Linked DNA regions of Mus musculus: regions 1, 3, 4, 5, 6 and 7 are each linked to region 2. A link is a contact called in public HiCAR-type and promoter capture Hi-C data. All regions are on one chromosome and are shown on one strand. The core of a region is the stretch at or near the end of the contact, and the rest is flanking DNA. Distances in the headings are between cores, read along the strand shown.

The links. Promoter capture Hi-C pulls out the DNA fragments that hold promoters and counts their contacts. HiCAR-type assays count read pairs that join an accessible place to other places.
Region 1: a contact with region 2 is called in a promoter capture Hi-C map of pre-B cells, with 4 times the contacts expected there. The contact joins the promoter of Rwdd1 here to the promoter of Hddc2 in region 2. A contact is called at or near these places in 4 of 39 promoter capture datasets (the C10 cell line, embryonic stem cells, hippocampal neurons and 1 more), 1 of 484 Hi-C or Micro-C datasets (CD4 T cells) and 1 of 9 other capture datasets (liver).
Region 3: a promoter capture Hi-C map of embryonic stem cells shows a contact between it and region 2, with 4 times the contacts expected there. The contact joins the promoter of Soga3 here to the promoter of Hddc2 in region 2. A contact is called at or near these places in 4 of 39 promoter capture datasets (cranial neural crest, embryonic stem cells, hippocampal neurons and 1 more) and 2 of 115 datasets of contacts at active chromatin or transcription factors (astrocytes and embryonic forebrain).
Region 4: a promoter capture Hi-C map of pre-B cells shows a contact between it and region 2, with 2.4 times the contacts expected there. The contact joins the promoter of Trappc3l here to the promoter of Hddc2 in region 2. A contact is called at or near these places in 3 of 39 promoter capture datasets (the 3T3-L1 cell line, hippocampal neurons and pre-B cells).
Region 5: a contact with region 2 is called in a promoter capture Hi-C map of hippocampal neurons, with 4 times the contacts expected there. The contact joins the promoter of Zup1 here to the promoter of Hddc2 in region 2. A contact is called at or near these places in 4 of 39 promoter capture datasets (the C10 cell line, hippocampal neurons, liver and 1 more), 2 of 484 Hi-C or Micro-C datasets (CD4 T cells and pre-B cells) and 1 of 115 datasets of contacts at active chromatin or transcription factors (astrocytes).
Region 6: a contact with region 2 is called in a promoter capture Hi-C map of pre-B cells. The contact joins the promoter of Tspyl4 here to the promoter of Hddc2 in region 2. A contact is called at or near these places in 5 of 39 promoter capture datasets (the HPC-7 cell line, hippocampal neurons, liver and 2 more) and 1 of 115 datasets of contacts at active chromatin or transcription factors (large pre-B cells).
Region 7: a HiCAR-type map of astrocytes shows a contact between it and region 2, with 4 times the contacts expected there. The contact joins the promoter of 9330159F19Rik here to the promoter of Hddc2 in region 2. A contact is called at or near these places in 3 of 39 promoter capture datasets (the 3T3-L1 cell line, hippocampal neurons and pre-B cells) and 1 of 115 datasets of contacts at active chromatin or transcription factors (astrocytes).

What each region holds. Positions count from the first base shown.
Region 1 is chr10:34,018,312-34,022,322 of GRCm38.p6, forward strand. It overlaps Rwdd1 (RWD domain containing 1), which reads right to left and starts at 1,305. Exons shown (of 7, transcript NM_025614.3): 1 at 1,055-1,305. The coding sequence starts at 1,127.
Region 2 is chr10:31,311,307-31,315,115 of GRCm38.p6, forward strand. Hddc2 (HD domain containing 2) reads left to right here and starts at 2,099. Exons shown (of 6, transcript NM_027168.2): 1 at 2,099-2,177; 2 at 3,209-3,330. The coding sequence starts at 2,109.
Region 3 is chr10:29,142,480-29,145,994 of GRCm38.p6, forward strand. It overlaps Soga3 (SOGA family member 3), which reads left to right and starts at 1,517. Exons shown (of 7, transcript NM_026138.2): 1 at 1,517-1,956.
Region 4 is chr10:34,035,744-34,039,257 of GRCm38.p6, forward strand. It overlaps Trappc3l (trafficking protein particle complex 3 like), which reads left to right and starts at 1,854. Exons shown (of 7, transcript NM_001162937.1): 1 at 1,854-1,945. It overlaps Calhm4 (calcium homeostasis modulator family member 4), which reads right to left. Exons shown (of 2, transcript NM_001081165.1): 2 at 3,041-3,514.
Region 5 is chr10:33,948,997-33,952,847 of GRCm38.p6, forward strand. It overlaps Zup1 (zinc finger containing ubiquitin peptidase 1), which reads right to left and starts at 2,263. Exons shown (of 11, transcript NM_001359455.1): 1 at 2,135-2,263; 2 at 752-868; 3 at 1-502. The coding sequence starts at 488.
Region 6 is chr10:34,295,048-34,299,029 of GRCm38.p6, forward strand. It overlaps Tspyl4 (TSPY-like 4), which reads left to right and starts at 2,374. Exons shown (of 1, transcript NM_030203.2): 1 at 2,374-3,982. The coding sequence starts at 2,467. The coding sequence ends at 3,687. It overlaps Gm26564 (a long non-coding RNA gene), which reads right to left and starts at 2,377. Exons shown (of 5, transcript XR_871568.2): 1 at 2,296-2,377.
Region 7 is chr10:29,209,848-29,213,557 of GRCm38.p6, forward strand. 9330159F19Rik (RIKEN cDNA 9330159F19 gene) reads left to right here and starts at 1,796. Exons shown (of 6, transcript NM_001162537.2): 1 at 1,796-2,019.

The DNA of each region.
Region 1 (4,011 bases), core at 55-2,554, 2.7 Mb after region 2:
ACACTCACCCAGGTAATGACACTCTCAACCCCCTCTTCACTCATCCCTTAACATCCGCAACACAGCTGTATTGCTGGTGCGAGAGAACATGAACTCGACTGGAGCTACACAGGAGTAGCTGAGAGACATCTGCCTGTTGGCAAAGCAGAACAAAATTTGCTTCCATTGCAAAAAGTTGGTCAAAAAGTGAAGCCAAGAAAGAAAACTAAGCTAAGCAATGAAAGGGATGGTTTAGGATTTAAAGTAATATGCCTTGGGTTCTTAATTCAGACACTAAGTAATACTTGACAACACTTGGAGGAAGGGTTGTGGAATGTAAATCCCATCAATCCCCAGCCTACGTTCATACTGACTTTACCTTGAGTGCTTCCCTAATTTGAGAAGACCCATAGATAGGTTTTCCATGGAAACAGACTCACAAGGAAAGATTCTACTAATGAATTTCCTGACGGATGCTTTCCCTTAGACCCAATCAGCTCTTCCTACATCTAAGCTGAGGCTGAATCCTTAACCGAAGTCTTCAGGATGTAAGAACTAAGGACCTCTGGCTGGAGGAGGGAGAGCACAAGCCACTTGCCTTCCCTGGGCCTCCAGAACCTCGACGACGTCTAAGATACCTAAGAACCACAGCGACCACATCGTTCATCAGGCATTCTGCAGAATGCCTGATCACTCTTATAGAGAGAATAAGACATCCCCGAGTGTGCTGCTCTCAAAAGCCAGCATCCCAATCTTCTCAGCAGGGAAAACAGCTGCTACTTCACCAGAGCTTAAAATAGGAGGTAAAGGGGGGACATTAAGCGGCTCTGGAGAAACTCATCGCACTGCTAGTTCCCCCCACCCCCCGCGTGCTTCAGTGAATCTCGGATGACGGAGGTTACGCGAAACCAAAGCGGTCAGGACCAATTCCAGGGCCTCCGCAGAGCCACCCGGACCTTCGGATTTCAGGACAGTGGGGAAGGAAGCAGGCGAGTGCTGGAAACTGTCTGGAGAGCGGCAGGAAGGGCCGCGGGGCCCCGGCCTCCGCCCCGGAGCAGGAGGCCGCCAAAGTCACCTGTGAAGGAGTCGGGGTAGATGGACTCCAGAGCCTCCAACTCGTTGCGTTGTTCCTCGCCGTAATCTGTCATCGTGGCCCGCGTTGTTGCCCGTGCATCGGCGCGACTCCCTGGCGGCGGGCTGCAGCGGACACCGCGGCCGCCGGCTGCCGGGCGGGCGCACGCGCAGAGTCGGAGTGGAAAGGCCTGGAGCCACGCCTGGCACGGATTGCTGAGAAACAGCCCCGGCTCCGCGGGCCGCCCGATCCCCGCGTCGGAGTTCGACTCATCGCGCCTGGAATGCCGGCCGCCGATTCGCTGCCTGTCTGCGACGGCTCGGGATTGGCTGGGGGGTGACCGCAGCCCGCCCGGCGTTCGGGAAGGACAGCTACTGCCCGCTGCTGGGCTTTGCTGGCTTCTGATGGAGACGCCTGGCAGAGAGGCATCGCCATTCTGCGCTCGATGTGTCTGGTCTGAGTCTCGCGCAGGGCGTGGTAGTGGCGCCGAGGGCGGGGCGCGGAGGTCCAAGGGCTTCCGCTTTTCCGCGTTCCTAAACCACGTTTGTCGCCCAGAGCAGCCTGTGGGCGACAGCCAGCCCGGCTTCTTGGAACTTTCAATGGCCTGATCTGTGCAGACTCCTGGAAGCCGAGCTGGGACTTGGGGTCGGGGTTCGTCCAGAGGTCTGTCCCAGGAGGAACCCGGGAGGAAGGCTGAAAGTCGAACCAGAGGTTCTTGCACCTCACTTTAAAGTTGTGAAATAAGTGAGGCGGAAAAATTGACCTAAAGACTTGTTCAGTTGTTATTTCAGCGAACAGATAAAGGGGCGGATCTTAGTGACAGATTTGACTTTGCCAAAACTACAATAAGATACCGGAAAATAATACCTTTGATTTAGCTCTACTTCTGCTGATAGATTTGACAGCTTCAAGTCTATCACTACAACCAAAATGTCAAATGCCGTAACGGCAAAACTAAGAAAACAGATAAATATGTCTTCTTTTTTAATGAACACTAAATAGTTACTTGGTTTATATTTGTTTATAATAAAGGAACACGTACTAGCCTAAACAAAATGTGGGGAAATGTACCTCGGGAAGAATACCCCAAACATACTAAAAATGTTTCCCCAAATTTCTCTACCTTCCTTGTGTATTAAAGCTGGCTTTACTTGTATTATGCAGGTTCCATAGATGGGCTTTTTTGGCTTTGGCTTTGTGGTGATTGTTGCTGTTGCTTGCTTGTATCTTGCTTACTAGCCAGGATTGCCAGAACTCGTGTTACCCCTACCCTGGCCTCAGTGGTGCTGAGATTGTAGGTGTGAGCCACAGTGCTCCAGTTACACAGAAAGAGTTTTTTGTTTTGTGTTTAATTAGCAAGTATTCCTTACTTACAGTAAAGGAAATGCATTATGTCAAAAGTATTATGGTTTCTTGTTTTAAATAGATTAAGGGTTGCTTTTTGCCTTCTTTTAAACTTTAAAGGGGAGAAAAGGAAACTTCTGAGATGAGGTAGCATTTCAGATATAAGCTGCATATTTGTTTATTCAAAGGAATTCCGATGATTAGTTACCAGAATAGACTTCTAGGAACAGCTGCTTTAAAGTTCTGAAGGAGACAGATCACTTGGCAGGTTGGAAGACAGTGTGGAGCATTCGCCATGATCTAGTTGAGGGGCTGAGGCATAGATTATGAGGAATTCTGGAAGTGTTAGTGACTCAGACTCTTAACTTAAGAAATGCCACCATGGCCACTCAATCGGACAAAATCTGAAAAGAGAGACTGGTGGCTATGAAAATAAGCTAAATAAACCTATGCTAATTTAGGCAGGCATTGATTGTCGAGATAAGGATCAAGTTCCCAATACGTTTTATATAAATGTCAGGACTTGATGCTGATTAGTAAGGAAAGAATCAAGCTTAACTTCTGACTAGACTAACTTGCATCATGAAGTTCTGATATCAAAAATGACAGGTGAAGAAGACATTTGACAAAGATGTTACTGACTTGTGGGACATTTGGCTATGCACAGACAGCCTGGTTTCCAGTTGACACTTTATGTTGAACCCCGGGACCCAGTGGTGATAATTCACCTACATGGGATAGAAGGAGTTCTCTCATGTCTCCTGGAACCCTGGCTCCTGTTGAAGTTACTGACCCCCCGCCCCCACCAGCCCCCACAAGAGAACCATGGTTAGTAGTCACGTAGGCAACATCCCAAGCTTCTGACCTTCAGGCTAGACTCTGCCCCAGTTACCTAGCAACAGTAAAGATAGCAGCATACCATAAGAGGGGCTGCTTGGCCCCACCTCACTCTCTTACTCCCCTTACACTCTTCTTACTTTCTCCTCTCCTCTCCTCACTCTCTTCCTCGCTCTCTCCATTTAACTCTCTAGCCTTTCTTCTCTCTCTCTCTCCTTTTCCCCCTTCTCTCCGCTTGGCCATGGCCAGTCTCTCTCTCATTCCACCTTCTCTCCTTTCTCCCTGCCTTTCTACAATAAAGCTCTAAAACCATAGACTGTCTCTGTTCATCAAGGCCCCCCTGCACTTACTCTCATCTGCATGGGAACCTCACCCCTTCTGCCCTCTCTTCCATAACCCGGTCAGGGATTGCCCCTTGTCCACCTCCCCATCCCCCACCAAGTGAGGTCAGTGGCATAGATGCCCAAGAGCATAGGAGGAACTCTGGCCGGATGTGGGCTATCCTCCCTCCCCCCTCTTCCCTTACCCCTTTTGTTGCCAAAACCAAAGCAAAGTTTGTTTCCTAACAGAATATCAAGGAAAAGAGTCTGCCAAAGTTGGTGAAGTACAAACAACCATCCTATAATTTACAGAATAGTGACTATTTGCATGTTTTCATCTATTAAGTGTAATGCCCCTTAATTGATCACCACTTCATTACAAAAAGCCTGAGGACATCCCTAACTTGTCTACTTGCCTCAGAGTCACAGATGAATGTAGTCTTCATGCCTCATTCAAAG
Region 2 (3,809 bases), core at 849-3,348:
GTTCTCTCCATGCTATGCTGCTTGTCTCCTCTAGGGTCAGTAACTCACCTAAAAACTGCCTACAACTCTGCCGGCCTCTCAAAAAGCCTCACTACACACCCGAGGCAACACACACTTCTTACATCCCCGAGAACCACTGTGTTCCTTTGCAAGAGATCTTTAAGTAACACCAGTGTTTCAAGACATCTGTCACTCATGAGGTCTCTAGGTGTTTCCTCTGCTCCTATTCTAAGAAGAATGTTCTTTCACTGCTAAATCTTGATGTGAGTGATGGGTGCTGTCAGACCACAGTCTAAGAATGGAGTTGAGCAAGGGGAATCTTGAGTGCTTGTGAGAAAACTCCAAGAAAACAAGGCAAGAGTCTTATGACCACAGCTTCTTGAAACCCCAGAATCGTTCTTGGATTGTGTTTTTTGTACTCCTCCCAAGTATAATGGATAGGAGTGAGTTATTTCAGCTGATATTCTTCATGTGCATCTATGAAAAAAAACATTTTCTTGTCACATATGGCTTGTCTTTGTCATCAAATACTTTACTCATTTGAATCTTCTTAACCCTCAGAGTACAAATTGCTGGATGCTCTGACTAAAGAGCCCCTACTCTCCCAAGTTCACACTGTCAAACTAGGGTGGTGAGCAAGGTGCTATTTAAGATATTCTACTTCCATAAAGTCCTATTTATGATTTCCAGAAAGTTTTATACTCTAAAAAGCCACTTTCACAGGCATTTTTACTGCGATAACACCTGATTCAAACACTCTGATTAGAGTGACTAACAGTATGATTTATAGGGAGAAAGCAGATAGGGACTATATATAAAACCAGGAATAGGGCTTTCTACACCTAGGACCTTAGCATAGCAAGGCAGCCTGGTGGTGCTGGCATTTGAAGCTTGTGCTTTATAGATAACACAAACCACTCACCTACTTCAGTGCTGGAGAGCACTTGGGACCTCATGCACAGCTACACTACACTGCCAACTTTTCATTTCTTCTGTAGAGCTGACTTTAGAATCCTGGATGCTGCTCATGGATGCTACTTCAGTGCTGGAGAGCACTTGGGACCTCATGCACAGCTACACTATACTGCCAACTTTTCATTTCTTCTGTAGAGCTGACTTTAGAATCCTGGATGCTGCTCATGGATGCTGCCTCAGGGTTCTGTAGAATCTACTGAGCAACATTCTATACCAACATTATGCTATGATGACTATACATTTTCTAGTATAGTTCCCGGTATAGTATTCGGGCTCATATGGAAGAGGTGGTAGGTATATCAAGTAGTGAGAAACGAGAACAGACAATGGTTCATTAGAACCATCACCTTTTAGGGCCCTGTAAATAAATAAACCTACTTTGTTACAAATAAAATTGGAATTCCTTTTTATTTCTCTTTCTTCTTGAATCTTATTCATATCCTCGACTCCCTCTGCTTGAATTTGTCCATATCCATTAACTGCATTTAAAAGTTTGTACCATCAAATTGTCAATGGAAACTAGTCAGGTAGTCCTGGAAGATCCTGATCAGTTTCCTGGCAGAATGGATGCTTGTGGTTTCACCATGGGCTTCCTCTTACTAGCCCATTTCCTGCTTCCTCCAAAGTTTCCTGGTATGTCTGCCAAGCATTGCCTCCCTTCACAGGCTTGCCCAGTGCCTTTGTTAAACTGGTTAAGCGAAGCTTCTTATAGCTAGCTCTTCCTGCCAATCAGACACTGGGCTTCTAAGAAGCAAGGTTTGCAGGCATTATCCAGCTTCATCCTCCTTAGGCCTTTCTGCCCTTAGCGTCAAGCTGCGATTCCTGTGAAAGTTGATGGTTACTTGGGCAGAGACCATCCAAAGTCTGAGCACAGACCTTAGTACAGAGAAAGTGCTCTACCAAAGGAGGAAGTGGGGCTGTGAGGAGGAGCCAAAGGGTGGGGAGGAGCTGAAGGAGGGCGGGGAGGAGCTGAAGGAGGGCGGGGAGGAGCTGAAGGAGGGCGGGGAGGAGCTGAAGAAGGGCGGGGAGGAGCTGAAGGAGGGCGGGGAGGAGCTGAAGGAGGGCGGGGAGGAGCTGAAGGGGAATGGGGAGGGGCTTGAGGTTGACACCGCCCAGCTCTTATGCACTTCAGCATGGCTTTGGCCTCGTCCGGCTCTGGAGCCGGGCTGTTGCGTTTTCTGCGTCTAGTTGGGCAGCTCAAGGTGAGCGGGTGGGATCGGCTTGGCCGGGAGGCGGTGCGGCCCAGCTCAGGCACCGACCTCACGCAACCTCCCTCGCTCAGCCCGGCGTTGCTGGCGGGTACGCAGCCGAGGCTGGACCGGGGACTCGTGCACGCTCCATGCCCAGCGCGGCCACAACCCAGGCCATGGCGATGCTGCGGAGCGGCAGCGGAAGGCAGGAGCCGAAACCCCTGCACGTAGGCTGTGGAAACCTTCCTCTATCACCGTGACTTCCGGAACTGTTGGTTTCAGTAAATCGGTTTCAGCGTGCACCAGCCCTTGCTTGGCAGAGCTTGTGCAGAGCCCCCTTTGTTCCAAGATGAGCTGTTCTGTAACACTGCGACTATTTGTGAAATTCGTTAGATGCATAGAACTCCCAGAGAAAATGCAGACTTACACAGGTTGAGAAGTAGTGAAAGGCTTGACTGCCATGGAAACTCCTCCAAGCCATCTGAGTTAGAATTGGAGAGTCTGTCACATGTTGCATGTACAAAATATTCTATTATTGTATGAAATGAGTTTTTGGACGGCACAAACCTACTACTCTCATAGTTAGGAATAATACTGGGGCTTTGCTTTGCATTTTTCCTAACTACACCACAGATGAACAGCACAGGCTGGCAGCCTGGAACTTGGGTCTTCACCTGTTGAGTTCTTAGATTCCAGGCGTGTACCACCAGGCGTACCACCAGTTTTGCTTTTATGTCTAAAAACTTTTTGTGTATTATCCCATAGTTATACTTCACTAGCACAGAGTAAAGACTATTGGACTTTTGTATACTTTTGAACATTTTTGTATATTTGTGAATTGTCCACTCACTAGTGAGATTTCAGATTTTTATCGATATGATTAGTTTAAATGAAACATTTTTAAAAAAATAGGTTTGAAACCACGACTCAGCTGACATGTGGCTCTGTGGCCATTCTCTGGCATTTTCTTGAAGAGCACCTGTCATTTTTTGTTGTTGTTCCCAGGGATAGTGTTTTGTTTAATTCCTTATCTTATTTATTAGAGAGTTCCACGGACTGGCTGGGTATACAGAAATGTCGAAAAGCCAGAAAGCGTGTCAGATCACATGTACCGGATGGCAGTTATGGCCATGGTGACCAGAGATGACCGTCTTAACAAGGATAGGTAAGTTATTTGAACATTGATGCTTATGAAGGTTTCTGGACTCTGTGTGAGGATGACTTCAGTTGTAAACTATAGTAAGTTTTCTGTTACATTCTGCGTTGGTCTCAGGGGAAACAAGTGAGAAGTTAGGGCCTTAAAGGGTGAATATGTGTGAATTGTATCTTTGCATTAATTAGTATTTACTTGGCTTTGAACTATCTGCTTTTATGAATAATGATAGCCATTTCTGAGGCCATATTGTTGAACTAGTGTGGCAATAACTACATAGGAGCTATAAAGAGTTAGCATCTCTTTAGATCATCAGCAAGTTTTTGTTTTTGTTCTTTTTAATGCTTGATAATCACAAGACAAGAGTTTACAAAGAAGACAGCAAATGAATTGCACAGGACTGATGTGGCTTCAATAAAAATTACAAAATAAGTTAGGGTAGGAAATTAGCCAGTTGTTCCAGTAGCAGGGAAGATCTCATGTTCTTGGTT
Region 3 (3,515 bases), core at 267-2,766, 2.2 Mb before region 2:
TGTGCGTGTGCGCACACACATACATACACACACACACACACACACAGAGTACTGCAACTTACATTGTGGTACATAATGAGGAACTGTTGAACACAAACTCAAAATAGCTTGTGACATTGTGACTTCATTTTGTTATTCTAATCAACGATGCAAGTCCTATCATAGATATCACAGGATTCACTATTCTGGCTTTCCACGTATTCAAGAATAAGAACAATATCTCCGTTACCTCAACTGTTGCCAGTATGTTTGAGCCTTCTCAGCACAGAGATGATTTCTCTACTTTCTTTGTATCCCCAGCACCTTGGACAGTGCTGGCCACAAACCACTCCATAGCAACAGTTTGACAGCCTAAATTATTTCCTTGTGATAACATAAGCGATGTCACTGGGGGTATACATTACCTGGGCTTAAATATGCTCTCATTTCGCTACTTCTGTGCAATTTACTCCAAATAGCCATTTCACTTTTAAGACAGGATTTAGTTTAAAATGAAGTCTCGCTCTAAAATTAACGCTAGGCTAGAAACTGTTGAAGAATATCTAAGTCTTTGTCCTTACAAAATCACCACAATAAAGTAAGAGAAGTTTAATGTCTCAAATTTTTCCTTTAAAAACAGGTTTATATATTCTGACCTGCAAACTTACAAGGGGATTTCTATGGGTTAAAGTAAGTCACTCGAGCCTACTCTCCTGAAATAAAATTGGAAGGAAAAAGAACAAAATTCCCCTCAAACATTAGGAGTATTATTACTGTGAATCAATATGGATAAATGTAAACTGGAAACGCATTTTTCTTAATTCATTGTCAGATCAGACGATTCTTTATTGATACATTTGTTCTGACTACTATTACTCACGTGCACAACAGTAAAAAAAAAAATGGATCTCAGAAATTACCAGTTTGTTTTCACTGAAGAAATTGGCCTTTAGCGAGGAGAGGGGAAAATATGGTGCCCAGTGCTACTGAGATGCACTTAAAACATCCCTGGAAGCACATATTTATTCAGTTTGCCCTAAATTAGTCATTTCTCCTTATCTCCTCAAGAACCCTTTGTCTGTGGGACAGCGGGTCTGACGAGCATTGTCTATTCGCGGAAAAGCCATCCCAGGACTCCGCCCGAGCTGGGGGTGGGGAAGGAGCCGCGCATGGAGAGACTGACTGAGCATTAAAGTGAGTGAACAAAGAGAAGTACCGGAAGCGCGCGCCAGCGCCTCTAAGAGCTGCGTCTAGAGACTCCGCTGGGTCAGGCTGAGGGTGCAGGATGCTCCAACCGGCTTCCCAAGGAAAAGAGCTCAAGTAAATAATTGATGGAGATTGATCGGACCTGAGACAAAGCTTTGCAGGAAGCCAAGGCATCCGATTTTAAGCGGTCTTGGAGTCTTCTGCCAAATACAGGAAATGGAAATGGAGAGAGGAATTTGATGAGCCAGGCTGAATAATTCTGCATCTCGGGCGTGGCTCTTGCCTTTTTGTCTTTCTGCCTCCCACCCGCTACCCTGGTTCCCCATCCTTCTCTTTCTTCTTTAAGCAACCACTCCGGTTACTTCTCTCCTGTCTTCCCTTCAATCCCGCCCTCTTTCCAGCCCAGTCCGGTGAGGTCAGCTCATGAATACCGCTGCACTTCCTGGGGAAGAGTCTGGCACTGCTTGGCACCCCGGGTATTGCCTGCTGCATTTGCAGCCCAGCCAGCCAAGCACCGCCGGCTAGGAGTCAACTCCCAGAGCTCTAAGTCTTTGTGGTTGTCGCCTTTGTTCGGAGAAACAGAGTGGGTGTGGATCCCGTGCAAGCAAGCGCGCCCAGAAGAAATTCGCCTATAACACTACGGAAGCTGGGAAGTTGAACTTTCTCTGAAAGGTAGAAAAATAAAGTCGGAGGTCTCCGGCTTCCTGGAAGCAAAAGCCACTGCAGAGAAGTGAGATCTTCTGGATTTCTAAAGACACGAAGAGAAACGGGGTGGGTCCTGGGACAGATAGGATTTGAGATGAAAAGGGTTGATTTGGTCCTTACTATCATTGCTTGGATGGATATTGCCACTGGAGAAACTGTGAGATACATTACCTTATTACTTTGTCAGGGAACAAGTGACAGACACTAGGTTCCTTAGATTGTGGAACTAATTAATGAAACCCAAGCTTTCGTTGAGGTTATAGTCTGGGCGGGTGAGGCTTCAGCTGGTGACTTTCTGAGTTCCCGCGTGGTTCTACTTGGTTAAATATAACATTGCATTGTCAGTACAATTAAGCTGGGTGGCCCACTTTAGTCTGACCCACGGTAAAGTAGGCCAGACTTTTTAGCAGAGGGTAACTTTGGTTTTCCTTCTGAAGTAATCATTGTTTATTTTTGTATTACAAAGGGAGTTGAAAAGAGATTACAGAGGGAGAAAGGAAGGTGGAGGAGTTTTGGGTGCCTTTCCGTTATGAAAGGACAAATGATTACATCCTCAATTGAGATACTTACAACAGACAATAAGAGTAATAATGGGAAACCATGTCTCCTAAAAGCTCTCTCTCTCTCTCCCTCTCTCTCTCTCTCTCTCCCTCCCTCTCTCTCTCTCTCTCTCCCTCTCTCTCTCTCTCTCTCTCTGTGTGTGTGTGTGTGTGTGTGTGTGTGCGCGCGTGCGTGTGTGTGCGTGTGTGTGTGTGTGTGTGTGTGTGTGTGTGTGTGTGTGACCTTCCTCTGCTTTACCAGTAAAGGTAAATGAGGTTCTTGGAAAGGGGCCAAATGAACTAGCTGTCTGAACCACTAGCAAGGAAAATCCACAGGTCTTTTCTGTCCTCTGGATTAAAATGGTATGTTTATACTGGAAAGCTAACACAATGTATCTTACCGCCCTAAAGGAAGACAAACAGCCTTTTGGTTAAATAGTGTTCCATGGTTCTGTTTCAGAATTTGGCTCCATAGGAATGTCTGAGCATTTTAACATTTTTAAATTTAGGTTTTATTTTATGCATATGGGTGTTTTGCCTGCATGCATATTTGTGTACCACATATGGGTCTGGTGCCCAGGGATGACAGAAGAGTGTATCAGGTTCCCTGAAACTGAAGTTACAGAGAGCTTAGAGATGTCACCTGAGTGCTTGGAGCAGACCCTGTGTCCTCTGAAAGAGCAGCCAATGTAATTAACCACTCTGCTATTTCTCTAGTGGGCATTTTAAAACTTCTACTCAGTCTATTATATACTATCTAAGGAGATGGTTCAGAATAAAACTGTTTTCTATGTTGTACTTGCAACTCAGTCCACCTTAAGTGCAGAACAGGAAGAAGCGAGGACAAATTCGCCATTAAAAACTTCGCAGCCTGTAGATAAAGCTGTTCATCAAATTTTTCAACAAGTATTTTTAAGCTGCTAAAATAATCTCTTTTGGGTTGTCAATGACTGAATCTTATAACTAATTCTTAATAGCAGCTTTTTCTTGAGCTTGGGGTTGATTCATATTCATTCTTTACAGTGTGTGTGTGTGTGTGTGTGTGTGTGTGTTCCATTCTAAAGAAAGTTGGCTAAAATTCTCTGA
Region 4 (3,514 bases), core at 604-3,103, 2.7 Mb after region 2:
GATCCAGGGGTGGAGGCTCTGTGAGTCGTCACCCATGTGGACCGGGGCTTTAGGGTGATGCACTTCCTATGAGCAACCCCTCACCTATAATCCTATGAGCAGTTCCAATAAATTCCTTGGCTTGCCAAGTTGAACTTGGTAGAATTTTTTGGTCTGTTTATTGTTACTGCCCTGTCTGTGTTGAGCGGACATAGTTTGTGATTCCTTGAGAGTAGCCCAACATTTTCCCTGACTGATTCCTCCTGTGGAGAAATGACTCGAGACTCTACAGGACTTGATCTCCTCATCTAAAAGTACTCGTGTCAAATCTTCCAAGTGTCTTTCCCATCAAAATAACACTGATGAATTACAAGGACTAGAGTCTTGGAATATAAACCCCGTGGCATGTAAGTGTGTCTGTCCATATGTTTAATTTTGAAGGAGATTTATTCAATATAGATTTTCGCAGAACTACTCTTCAAATAAGTCTGTGTTCCAAGTAGGAGTTCACTCAACAACTCTTACAACTTAATCATTCTTTCCTGTCTCATACAAAGGAAAATTAAAGTTCCAGAGAGGCTGACATTCATAAGGTCATATGAGTAATGAGTGACAGTGCTTCTCTGAACTCCATGTTAACCCTTCATAACTATGGCCTTCTGAAAGAAACAAGATTATAGTGCTGTCCTGGACCTTTCATGTGTGTGTGTGTGTGTGTGTGTGTGTGTGTGTGTGTGAGAGAGAGAGCGAGAGAGAGAGAGAGAGAGAGAGAGAGAGAGGTGGGAGGGAGGGAGGGAGGGAGGGAGGGTGGGAGAGGAAGAGGGAGAGAAAAAGAGAACCTGAGACTCCAGGACAGGGGTGGTGGTAATTCTGAAAGTGTTTTTTTCAAGTTGGAAATATTTGCGTAGATTTACTGATGGAGCATTTCAAACCCCTCATGTTGCTGTTTTAAATGTCTTAATGTTTGGAATGCTTCAGACTTCATATCTTTGTAATGCTCCATATGTACTGCAGTCACCCACTACAGATAGTGCACATACTCATAGAAACCACTAGGTGGCAACAGAGGAAACCATACATGAAAGCTGCAGTCTCCCTAGATGCTGAGATTAAAGAAGATTCATCATTCTTGGAGTTTAGAACAGCCAAATGAGTTCCACTAAGGACGATGCAGTTCACCCGTTTAGAACCACCGTGCGCTATTCCATCCAGGGTCACATCTGTAGACATGTTAACTTCCAGTTCACACAACCAGTTTTAAACCTGCCTGTTTCCCAAGCCTGGCACTCTGCTCTTTCTTGATCGCATACTAATACTTGGTATGCTGCATGTTGAACCTAAAATTGTGTCTATGCATTTGTGGCTTTTTGAGCTAGAAAACATATTTGTACTCTGCATTCAGAATGCCGTTAATTAGTTATATGATTTAAAAATGTAAAGGTCTGTTTGTGTTTGCCTTTTAGTACAAACTAGATGCGAAAGAACAGTAAGCCCACGCTGTTGTTTCTTTTTTCTTTTTCTTTTAAAAAAAAGAGTGCAAGAGAAAGTGATATAGATCTCATTGGACTGGAGTTGCATGTGGTTAGAAACTACCAGGTGTGGGTGCTGGCAAAAGAATGCAGATCCTCGGGAAAAGCAACAAGCGCTATTAAACCCTGAGCCCCCACATGGCTGTTTCTAATTGCAGTCATTACCTTAAATTTTTAAACAAAAACACAGCTGGAATGAGTACAGAATCAAGGAGAATGATGAAGCATAAGTAAGGTCTGTGCAATTCAGCTTTGCTAGAGTAAAGGAGTCAGAAACAGCCAGAGCTAAGCTTTGGGTTTATTTTTCTCCTGGGAAGGCGGTGGTCTGAATCCTGGTGGAGTAGTGGAGCAGACAAAGGAGAAGTCAGCGAGTCTATCTCTGCCAAGCCACAGAAATTGATGTGCCAGCCAAAAGAACTTGGCAGCAAAAATACAAGGTAGGTGTTAGCGCATATAATTGATTTTAATTATATGCTTTATAATTACCTAAACCCATTAAGCATAAAGGAGAGGAAGGCCATGTTCTTTTTTTTTTTTTTTTTTTTTTTTTTTTTTTTTTTTTTTTTCCCATTTTTTATTAGGGATTTAGCTCATTTACATTTCCAATGCTATACCAAAAGTCCCCCTTACCCACCCACCCCCACTCCCCTACCCACCCACTCCCCCCCTTTGGCCCTGGCGTTCCCCTGTACCGGGGCACACAAAGTCTGCGTGTCCAATGGGCCTCTCTTTCCAGTGATGGCCGACTAGGCCATCTTTTGATACATATGCAGCTAGAGTCAAGAGCTCAGGGGTACTGGTTAGTTCATAATGTTGTTCCACCTATAGGGTTGCAGATCCCTTTAGCTCCTTGGGTACTTTCTCTAGCTCCTCCATTGGGAGCCCTGTGATCCATCCATTAGCTGACTGTGAGCATCCACTTCTGTGTTTGCTAGGCCCCGGCATAGTCTCACAAGAGACAGCTACATCTGGGTCCTTTCGATAAAATCTTGCTAGTATATGCAATGGTGTCAGCGTTTGGATGCTGATTATGGGGTGGATCCCTGGATATGGCAGTCTCTACATGGTCCATCCTTTCATCTCAGCTCCAAACTTTGTTTCTGTAACTCCTTCCATGGGTGTTTTGTTCCCACTTCTAAGGAGGGGCATAGTGTCCACACTTCAGTCTTCATTTTTCTTGAGTTTCATGTGTTTAGGAAATTGTATCTTATATCGTGGGTATCCTAGGTTTTGGGCTAGTATCCACTTATCAGTGAGTACATATTGTGTGAGTTCCTTTGTGATTGTGTTACCTCACTCAGGATGATGCTCTCCAGGTCCATCCATTTGGCTAGGAATTTCATAAATTCATTCTTTTTAATAGCTGAGTAGTACTCCATTGTGTAGATGTACCACATTTTCTGTATCCATTCCTCTGTTGAGGGGCATCTGGGTTCTTTCCAGTTTCTGGCTATTATAAATAAGGCTGAAAGGCCATGTTCTTAATGAAAAAAATTTACCCAGCTAGCTGCTGAACAAAAGAATACATGAAAAGAGGGTGGGGTATCGATTTATTTCATTTGAAATAGATGATACACAATGCAATAAAATATCAAGTATATATGCTATTATTCATGCATTCATATAGATGCTAGGAATTCCTCAGAACCATGTAAATCAGGAATTCCCCATCTCCTTTACCAAAAAGTCATGGCCACGATTAACTGGCTCAGAAGGTAAGCTTTCTCTGTTTGAGTTTGTTGAGGAGAGGGCTTCAGAAGCCGTCAGAGGCTGTTTCCTATTGTTAAGTCCTAAGCAACTATTAATCTTCCTGGTGATGTAACACTATAACTTCATACATTCTTTGATTGTGCTGTTAATTGAAAACCTTATTGAAAAGTCTCTTTGTGGTGAAGGTCCTGAAAACTAATAAACCAATTCCGAGTTTGGTGAGGATGATTCATTTACTAGTAAGTCAGCACAGACGAAATTATAAAACTCTTGGCTCAGTAGAGACAAAGAACTCT
Region 5 (3,851 bases), core at 1,013-3,512, 2.6 Mb after region 2:
CCCTCAATTTTTCCACAAAATGGACATTCGGGAGGACTGTATGTTGTTTCATAAATTGATCCTTGGGCCTCAGACAATCCAGGCTTCTTTTCTCTGCTCTTTTGGTACTTTCTAGATTCAGTTATGTTCTCTGTATAAAAAGCTTCATGCTTTACAGTCCTATCTTTAGGAAGGCTTTCAGATGACTCTTTTGGAAAGCTAGATGCACAAGCTGAATGAATGCCTGAAGTAACTTCCGCTGTACTCTGCAGGTTGGTGTTCTTTCGGTCTGAATGTCCATATTGCACTGCAGCTAGCTTCTCAGAGTTTTTTTCTGGTGCATTTTGTTCAAAATGAACAGTTTCGATATGAAAACATATTTCGTTGTAATTTATACCTGACAACTTGCAAAATGGACAGATAATTTCATTTTCCATGTGAACAATTAGGTGAGCTTTCATATCTGGTTCTGAGTTTACAGTTTCACCACATATGTTGCAGGAAAGCATGGCAGAGCATGGGCCTAGAATAGAAGTAAAACAAAATTGTAAATTTGAAAGTCAAAGTTGAAGAAAAGCACATTTCATAAAAATGATTTGGGACTCTTCTGTGGAGTATTTAGAGCTATATTAGCTTTGGCAAAGAAAAATTCACTGTACTTATCATTCCTTAAATAAACACACTTATTTATAATATGTCCTAAGAAAGCCTAGCTACAGGTCAAGCATTCTTAATCCAAAAATTTAAACTCCATATGCTCCAAAATCCAAACCTTCTGAGCTGACATGTCCCAGTGGATCTATGCCTGATCTCAAACCTTCTGAGCAGACAGGTCCCAAGTGGATCTATGCCTGATCACACGATGTAGGACAGTCAAAACACTGGCACACTGAAAATAGAAATACATACAGAGAAATATGTTTTAAAATACAAGCTATATATGACACAAACAAACTTTATGTTTAGTATTGTATTTCTACATATTCTAGATAAAGGATATTGTGCCTGAATGTCAAGATATCAGAGGTAATAATAAGAAAATTTATGAGTAAAACATTTCAACAAGGCATTGGTGATACACCCTTTTAATCTCAGCACTCCTGAGGCAGAGAGCAGGTGGATCTGTTAGTTGGAGGCCAGCCATAGCTGAGTTCCAAACCATTCAGGGCTGCATAGTGAGACTCCATCTCAAAAAACAATAATACAAGGCATTTCGTCCAACAGGTAGAAAAAAAAGTATATTTAATAAGTTGTCCATGTAAAATAAAGTAAAACAGAAGGCTAATGTTGATCAACATATTTACTTGCATGTAGTAGAATGAGGAGGGTAAATCCACCTTAGTTCACTTCAGAGCTTTATATGTGTCAAACTTAATACCACTGCTGTGGTTTTACATACATGGAAACCCTGGACCAGACAGGTCACTACAGTCAGATAACGATGGAAGGTAAACACCGCAGAGCCCAAAGGTAAAAGCTGTGAGCATTGTAGGAAAACAGCACTTACCGCCAAGATCTAGGAAACTGGGGTATAGACGCTGGTTTCATTAGGTTAGCTAACAGCTCAACCCTCGGAAGTTCATTTTCAAACGAGTTATGAGATTGATGGGCTAATGGGAGATGGACTACTTGTAGGGAGGTGCTAAAACAAAACAAAACCTTTTAACGCAATCACAAACCCAGACCTTCCCCTAGACTATCACCTGGCTGTCACGTATTTTAGTAATAGGAAGGAAAAACGAGGGCAACTATTCCCTTCATCTAATTTCAGCTTTACAAAATCTTTCTACATTTTCCTTTTTCTCGTTTCTCTTCAGACAGTAATAAGTTTCTGTTTCTAGAAGGAAGTTCTATCGATACCTAGTTTCGTTTCTTCCAAGGACTGGGGCACTGCAGATAAAGGACACACTACAAGTAAGGGGGGACCTTCGAAGGGCTAGCCTGGGTACGGGATGGCGAAGGTGGTAAGGCCCGAATCTGTCAAAGTTCTGAGCCAACGTCGCACCGGTGGGGCGCAGGGAACCGGACCTGCGGCCACCCGGAGCCGGCCTGCAGACCCGGACCCACGGCTAGACCGCCGCTCCTCCCCACCGCAGGAGCCAGCCACCGCCCGAAAGCGCGCCCCACACAGCCCGCCCGATCGCCAAGGACAGACCTCCCGAGACTGCCGCGCCGCGACCCAAAAGAGAGCCCAGGCCTCCAAGAGTCCTCCGCAGTCACAACAGACCTTCCTCACTGGCCAGAGAGGGTAGAGATCCCAGCATGCCCCGCTGCAGATCCGTCTGAGTTGCGGTGCATTGTGGGACTTGTGAGGGATTTTTGCAACTTTCGCTTGCACATCAGAGCATCACTGCCCCTCCCACCTTCCAGTTGCAGTTTCCACTCCAGATATGCTAAAACCGTAACTAGATTCTGAGTACATTTAAATGTCTGATTCTGCGGCAAACACCTGTTCCTGTTTACACAGTATCTGAGCTCTAAATTATGTTCTGCGGGTTAATTAAGACAAGTTCCTTTGTCAATATTACAAAGTTGCTTATCCAGTGTTAACAGTCTGTTTCTCCCTCTGGGGGATTGATCTACGAGGCAACTACGGACGTGTTTAAATATGAGGATGACATAATCTGACAAGTATAATATTTTTAAATTATTGGGTATCGTTGAACGTGATGCATGGAGGAAATACTATTTCCTTTAGTAGAATTCCTTCTTTTAGTAAAAAAAAAAAAAAATTCGAAGTCATTGTAAGAGTGAAAGTACTCTTACAGAACATTTTCAAGCTAAAAATGAGCACATTAGCAGTTAACCATTAGCTGCGAGGCCAACAACAATGAAATCATTTCTCCAGAGGTATAAAAACGTTCAGAAAACAGAACTTTGTGGAATGTCTAAACAAGGGGCAACTAAAACTCTGCTTCCAGATTTCCTCCTTCATCAGCTTCCCACTTGACTCGTCTTTTCCTCCAAGACAGTATTAGTTAACGAAAAAAGATGAACTGGCCATCTTCTGTAACCAGGTTGTTATGCCCAGTTTGCGGGAACCCCAGGAGACTGCCAGAAATTGGAAGACCAAATGTAATATACAAAGAGTTTTTATTAACCGGGACCCGGTTCGCTATCTTTCCCAATGCACAGTGACCCCTAAATCTAGGGGTTTAAGGTATATATAGGAGGATGCATAAACTGGGGCTCTCAACCCCTGGTGTTACATGATTGGGAAGAGGAAAAGAGAACCGATAGTATTTGTTCAGACAGGGAGGAGGAATTGCGCAGCTGGAACAAGACCTTTTTGACCTGGGAAGACATAACTTATCAAAGACCAGCGTGTTTTTATAACGCAGTCACAGCTGCCTGAGAATGAGTGGACTTTATCACTTCGAGAATACTAACTCCTGTCTCCTTCAAAGGTCGGAGCCATCTGTGCTTGGGAGAGTGCTTTTATGAAGGAAGGATCACAATATTCCGGCGCCAGATTGGGCTCTCTTTTGTCTGCCCTCTTCATAAGGCCTGAAGCATCTATGTTAGGGGAAAGGGGTACTAACTGCTCTGGCTGCATGCAGGGACAGGAGAGTGCAGTATTTGACGCGCAGAGATTGGGGCAGGTTTCCTGTGTTTCTTCACAGGCAAAGCTTCCAGTGGAGGACAGGAACACCAATGCAGCTACAAAACCTGCTACCTACAACCTGCCTGTAAGATGTGCTGGAGCAAAGGTGGCACAGAACTTGAGGGAGTGGCCAACCAATGACTGGTCTAATTTCAGGCCTAGGTCACTAGAGGGAGCAGATTCCCAAAAAAAAAAAAAAAAAAAAAAAAAAAAGATGTTCCAAAAAAATTAAGTTTTGAAACATGTAGTTTGAAGAAATGCTAATTTT
Region 6 (3,982 bases), core at 1,124-3,623, 3.0 Mb after region 2:
CATTTTAGAGATGCTAAAATAAAACTAAATGTGCCTTAGAATTGAGGAATATGGACTATGTAAATTGTTGAAATCTAATATATACACAGAATTTTACTGTGACATTGCTCTTCGTTTTAGTAAACCCCACTAATGTCTCTAGTATCATACATGTGATTCTGGTGGTAACAATAACTCCATACATTGCTGATTCCATATGTATAACCATCTAACTACCGATCATGCCACAGCATCTATATTTTGAAAGAGATTTAAAATTATTCTTTCATTTATCTTTAAACTACTACAATGATCTTACATTGATGAAAAATTACACTTAAAAAAAAAGACATGGGAATGGAGGTGTACACCTTTATCTAGTATTTTGGAGACAGAGGCAGGTAGATCTGAGCTTAAGGTCAGCTTGGTCGCCATCGTGAGTTCCAGGACAGCCAGAGCTACAAAGAGAGTCACAGCCTCCCTTCCCCTCTCCCCCATCTCCTGTCTCCCCTCTCTCTACCCCACCTCTACAATATAATATACTGAATTTCAAGAAAGAAAAATAGTCATAATATAAATTATTATATAATAAAATAAATGTAATGTAGACAGAGGTGTTTCCAGCAGTAGAAAACAAATCTTTAAACACTGATATATACAAGAGAAAGAAGTCCACATGTGATTTTCTCATTTCTTATGAAGTGATGTAATAGCAAGCTGTTTTCTTTCTCCTGCATTGCCCAGTATTTTGGTTCAGCATTTGATGATTCTCTGCATCTTGGTTTAGGCTAAATTCAAGAGTGTTTGCTACTCTTTCAACTGTGTGAAGAGTCATTAGGTAAAGAAGTGGTGTAATGTTAAAGAATAACTCAGAAGTCACAGAGTGTATTATAGCAGTGTTTATGTGTTTACATAGGAAGTTAGCGATACATTTATTTCACCTCAGTAAGGCAAAAAGAATATTTGTTAAGAGAAAAAGGAAAGGGGGACAGAAAAAGAATTGGTATTTGTGTGTACATTTTAATTTTATTTAGATAATCAATTGATTTTCCTTTTTTTCTTTCCTTTTTTGGGAGATAGGGCTAGGAAGAGGCAGGCCAGCCTGGACAACTGTCTTTGAGTGAGAACACTCACCTTTGGCATAGAAAGAAAGAAAAAAATCAAGCTGCATGATATGCCATGTGTTGTTCTCACCACCTCAGAGTCTTAGGCGAACCAGGAGCCATTATTTCCCTCATTAGAGTTCTTAGGGTAATGTTTTTTGTTTTTGTTTTTTTTCTTTAAACCCCTATTCAAAGACTCTTACTGTAGTGTAACCATATTCTGGGAGGAATCAATTTCCCAGGGCAAAGAACTCTAAAGCTTTGTTCTAATAGAAATTCAAACATTAAATATGCAAAATTTAAGTTTCTGTTTTTTTCTATCCCTTAAGGATTAACATCCGAATTCTCAGACTTTAGCAAACTGAGAGACCGTGGTGATTAAATACATAAATAGCTTTTATTTATTTAAATAAATGATTGAGTAAATAAATAAATACATTTTCTAAATTGACTTGAATGAATGACCCTTCTTTTTTAAAGTAGATTATTTTAAAGACACAGTTGCTTAAGTGTGTGAAAAACCCTGATTGATTCTACCTTCACAAAGGCAAATTTGGGCAAATGTTAGTTGGCTCCATACCCACAGGCATGAAGCAGAACCTAAGATCATAAACCAAGGCAAAGGAGGATTAATGTGTATCGTTTTAGAAATTGAATCCTCTGAGGTTACATTTCCTTCACTAATTCTCAGGGGCTAACTGTGTATATGGCATGCGTTGTGGCCACCTGTAAATAAGGCGCGGTTTACTATTTATTTAAAAGTGAAGAAATATCCAATTGCTTTGTAAATGTCGGCCAATGTATACAAACATCAAAATCTCTGCAGAAATCGAAATTAACCTTAGGAATGTCTTGTTTGCTTGAAAGTAAAAACAACGACGACACTTTTTGCCCCCTAAATCTGATTCTGCGCAGCTCCTCAGTAGCCGCTATGAATCGAATCTGTGTCCGAAATAAGGAGGGCCTGTGAGCTGGTGAATTCGCTTCTCTATTCCTGGGAAGCATGAATAAAATCTGACTTTATTAGACAATAGGTTCTATTTTAAAATTTATTTTGAGACATGGTTTAGATACTGTCGAAATTAATTAGAGACTTACGAATAGACGTAAAATATAATTCGACATCCATTTATGTACTCAATTTCCCAGATGAGATTAAATTTACAGCATCATTTAAAAAGACAAAAAGAACACACTTGATCGACAAAATTACCTGGATTGCCAGTTCTCGCGCTACGGTTAGTTGCAGCTGGTATCCTGACGTCACAGGTTGCCATGGTAGCACCAGCCCAGAAGGAAAAGGGGTGGAGCTAAGCACTCACTGCGGTTTTGCGCTGCGTCTGCAGAGGACAAGGAAAGCTCTGCAGGGCTGTCAGCTGCCAAAATGAACGGCGTGGAAGGGAACAACGAGCTATCTCTCGCTAACACCACGACCCCCTCCCATGCCTCCGAAGATCTGGATCTGAAGCAGGACCAGGGGCTCCAAGAGGAAACCGACACAGTGCGGGAGATGGAGGCTGCAGGTGAGGCCGGTGCGGATGGAGGCGCGTCTCCGGATTCCGAGCACTGCGGCCCCGAGCTCTGCTTCCGAGTGGCTGAGAATAGTTGTGCTGCGGCAGCGAGAGGTCTGGAGGATGCTCCGTCTCCATCAAAGGGCGGGGACGCACCCTCAGCCCCTGTGGCAGCCGACGACAGCAGTAAAAATGGCTGTCAGCTTGAAGGGCCTCACAGCCCTGCTAAACCGAAAGCCCTGGAAGCCTGTGGTGCGGTGGGCCTGGGGTCTCAGCAGATGCCGGGGCCGAAGAAGACCAAGGAAATGACGACTACCAAGTGCGCCATCTCTGTGGCCACCGGCAAGGAGGGAGAAGCAGGAGCGGCAATGCAGGAAAAGAAGGGGTTACAGAAGGAAAAAAAGGTAGCTGGAGGAGGGAAAGAGGAGACTCGACCCAGAGCTCCGAAGATCAATTGCATGGACTCGCTGGAGGCCATCGATCAAGAGCTGTCAAATGTAAATGCGCAGGCTGACAGGGCCTTCCTCCAGCTGGAACGCAAATTTGGGCGGATGAGAAGGCTCCACATGCAGCGCAGAAGTTTCATCATCCAAAACATCCCAGGTTTCTGGGTCACCGCTTTTCGGAACCACCCCCAGCTGTCACCAATGATTAGTGGCCAAGATGAAGACATGATGAGGTACATGATCAATTTAGAGGTGGAGGAGCTTAAGCAGCCAAGAGTAGGGTGCAAATTTAAGTTCATCTTTCAAAGCAACCCCTACTTTCGAAATGAGGGGCTGGTCAAAGAATATGAGCGCAGATCCTCAGGTCGAGTGGTGTCACTCTCTACGCCAATCCGCTGGCACCGGGGTCAGGAACCCCAGGCCCACATCCACAGGAATAGGGAGGGGAACACGATTCCCAGTTTCTTCAACTGGTTCTCAGACCACAGCCTCCTAGAATTCGACAGAATAGCTGAAATTATCAAAGGGGAGCTGTGGTCCAATCCCCTACAATACTATCTGATGGGCGATGGGCCACGCCGTGGAGTTCGAGTCCCACCAAGGCAGCCAGTGGAGAGTCCCAGGTCCTTCAGGTTCCAGTCTGGCTAAGCTCTGCCCTCGTGAGAAGCTCTTGCAGAGGAGTCCTTACCACCTCCTCAGCTTGGCCAGCAGCATGCAGCCTTCTGTCTGCTTTCTCTTCCTGTTGGATTGTGTTCATTGGTTCTTCTAAGTCTCCAGTAGTTTCAAGATTGTGGCTTTCAAGTCTTTGCTCTTCTTTCTCTGGGCCATCACGATGTTCTGCATATATATATATAATGGTGTTCCAAGTGCATGGCCTTCAAACTGCTTCTATGCCAAGTCACGTGCTGTAGTCTGTACTTCGTTCTTTGCATGGCTTGGTCCC
Region 7 (3,710 bases), core at 546-3,045, 2.1 Mb before region 2:
CTTCAGTTATTGTTTATGGGTTTGTGTCTGTTTGTTTGGAGAGCAGGATCTCATGGAGCCTAGGCTGGCCTTGAACTTCCCCAGTATCTGAGATTAGCCTTAAACTGCTGATCCTCCTGCCTTTACCTCTCAGGTTCTGGGATTCCAGGCTTATGCCAACATGTCCAGATGCAAAGCCTAGCTTGAATTACAGGGAACACATAGAAACTCAATGATTTAAAATGAAGAGTCCACAGGAGTATTATTTGATAACTCCAGCTAATGGTTCTGAGCAAAGTTTCTTATTCGTCCTCCTGTATGCATTAGCAACGAGGCAAGCAGGAGGGACCAACTGTAACTCTCTGTCACTCCATGTATCTGTTTGCCTTACAGTCTTATGAAGTAAATTCATCTAATTGGTTAAGGAAGAAACAGAGGCCACAGGATTACACAGTTAAATGGGGGCAGAAGTATTGAGCCCTCGGTCCCTATAACAATATTCCAGGGTCCCCAAACTGGTTCCAAGTCCTGCTCCTCCTCTCAGAGGTCTTTCTGTGGGCTTTGTCAAGATGTTTTAGCTCTCTAAGCCATGGATATAAGTAAGATCCGGTGAATAAAACTGCAGACAGTTGCTAAGGTGGTAAACTGACACGAAGCTCCACTTGACATCCTTAGCACAGAGCTTTGCTTAAAGCTGCTCCCAGTGAATAACTAGTGTTGCTATTGTAACTATGACGATTGTGGCTGCCCCTGGAAATATGAATCCTAGCTCTCTAAACATAGGGAAGCATTTCTTTCGGTTATTCTGCCTGTATAACGTCCTTCTATGGAAGTAAAGAAGCTGGAGTTGGTGGCTCAAGACCCTAATTCCAGGACATGGAAGACTGAAGCAGGATTGTACTAAATTGAGACCAGTTTGAGAGGCAATATTGAGTTTTAGGCTAGCCTGTTTTGCTAAGCAATGTTATATGCTAATTAATTAGTCAGTTGACTAAATTAGATAAATATATGGTTGCCCTGACCAGTTTACCATTATTAAGCAATTTAGCTCCTTATGGGATGGAGCTTGGAGGTAGGCAAAAAAAAAAAAAAAAAAAAAAACCAACAAAAACCAAAAACATGAAATTATGGCATGCTTCAAATGACACATTGTTATATTGTACAGTCGGAAAACTTTAGCTTGACGATAAGAGCTTATTACTTAAAATTCAGTGTAACTGATTTGCTATATTGGCCCTAAAGACTTTATTGACTAAAGTAAACCACTATTCTCTCTCTCTCTCTCTCTCTCTCTCTCTCTCTCTCTCTCTCTCTCTCTCCCTCTCTCTCTATATATATATATGCCCCATTTCTATTTTGCATAAAGGCAAACATTCAATATGTTTCAACATACATTTTGACTCATGCTTGCTGGTGTGTGTGTGTGTGTGTGTGTGTGTGTGTGTGTGTGTGTGTGTGTGTGTGTATTTCTTTTTTTTTTTCTCACACATTTCCACTTCATCCCTGGCCAGACTAACAAAGACACTGAAACTGCATCTCACTGTAGAGAGAGAGGGAAAGAGAGGGGATGGAGGAAGAGGATGGTTCTTGCTCCTAAAAAAAGAGTCTACTTTCCAAATAAAAGAAATCTAAATTGTCATCATGTGCTGCTAGCAAGCAGATCTCTCCTGGCAAGTTTGAAAATGCTAGGCTCCATTATAAAAGTTAAAAATGTCCTGGACCTGGAGTTGTTTACCCAGAGGATATAACTGCTCTAAAGTTACAGAGCTGTGGTTGGAAGCAGCAGCCTTAAGGCCGCCTCCAAGTCCCTGACGTCATAGTAGCCCAGCTGCTGTTGTGACACTGAGCAGAGTAGCTCTTTGAAGTTCAATTTGCAAAGGCGTTTGTCAGGACCACTGTGGAAGATGAATGGATTTTGTTTTATAAAAGAACCACTGAGACTGTTCTTTAAGACAACTAGCTCTCTGCCCCACCTCTGCCATTGCTAGACTGGCCACACAGAGCCTGACCTGCTGCAGGACGACCCCCAAGTGTAAGAAGGTATGTTTCTTCTTGGCAAACTTGAACGAGCAAACTGGGTAGAGCAGGATACTGCTTCTGAATCTTAGATTAAAGATGAGATTTAAGTAAGTGTGTTTTCAGCATCTCCTGACCTGGCTGTGCTTGTGGCTGGGCCTCCGAACAGTGGGCAGGGTACATAAGGGATTCAACTGCCTTGGAGAAGGGGCTGTTCAACTGCTAAGGGTGGATTTCTAAAGCTTGGACTGACAGCAACATCCTCATCCTGAGACTGTTTCTCATTCATTCTCAGCAGTTCAGAAAAACGTTGCTCAGTGTAAGTTTCTATTAACTATTTATTAGAATGCAGTCTGTGGTGGGATGAAGTTATTTTTAATATCTGTGATATAAAATTTACAACCTGTGAGTTCTCTGTTATTTGAAATTTGTAATTTAAAAAAAAATGTAGTTTTATTCAAAACTACTATTACACTCCAGGAGGAGTATTTTTCATAATGTGAGTTAAAAGACACTGGTGTTTGTTTCCTGCAAACCAAGAGTTGTTTTTAATCAAAGCTTGTATCTTATTGGTTAAGGGAACTAAAACTAATGCGCATGTGGCTTAAATTGAGACTATGAGGAGATCCAAGAATAAAGATGGTGACCCGATGAGAAAACAAGATTGGCTTCTTTGGAATTCTTTGTGCTGCATTTCTTTGACCTTGCTAGAAAACAAGGAGCAGGCAGAAAGAGCAATGAACAGCAGTGAATTTTTTTTTCATTTTAATCTTCTAATAAAACCGAATGGGAGGTCTCTGGATAGATGCATTTGCTGATGAACAGCACATGAGCAATAGGATTCCTTAATTGCTTAAAATGGTTCCAGTGGTGGAAAATAACCTGGAAAGTAAGGGAGGGAATTACTTTGAAGATAGGTGACACAGTACTTTGAGGTATAGGCACAGAAGTTCCTAATCCCACAAAATTCATTGGGAGCAACTTATTGCCAGGCCAAATGATTTCCTCTAAGAATTGTGAAGTTGGAAGTATTTGCTGTCTCTGACATTCCTTCTGCAGTGTGCATCCTCATGTTTGTAAAGGACTTGAAATATAAGAAATGCAATATGCGCCAGGCAGTGGTGGCGCATGCCTTTAATCCCAGCACTCTGGAGGCAGAGGCAGGCGGATTTCTGAGTTCGAGGACAGCCAGGGGTATACAGAGAAACCTTGTCTGGAAAAAACTAACAAACAAACAAACAAAAAGAGAGAGAGAAAGAAATACAATATTGCCCAGAAAAAAAAACGAGAAAATAATGGGCACAAACTCAAAGCAGAATTTTCCTAAGACCGAAGCAGTAAGATCAACCCTCCTGACATGCCTTAGTTGGCTAAAATCCAGTTTCAGCAGGCAAGATGGAGTTTGAAATGGTCATAACTGTGAAGTAGAAAGCACTGAGCATGCCTTGGGTAAAGATGTATGACCATGGCCAAACTGAGGTGGGTCTAGGGACCAAGACTGCAACAGTAATCCTCTGCTCAACGTTATTATATTTATATCTTTGCTTCCCCGACCTAAAAGTTGTTTATAATCAAAGTTTGTATTTTATCATGTACAGTTCATGAGCCCCCCTTTGCTGTTCCTATATTTTGCTCCTTGGCAGGACTGAACCATCAGCTAAACCGTCTTGCTTCCTATTACAGCACTGCACAACCCACTCCCCTTTATAATCTTG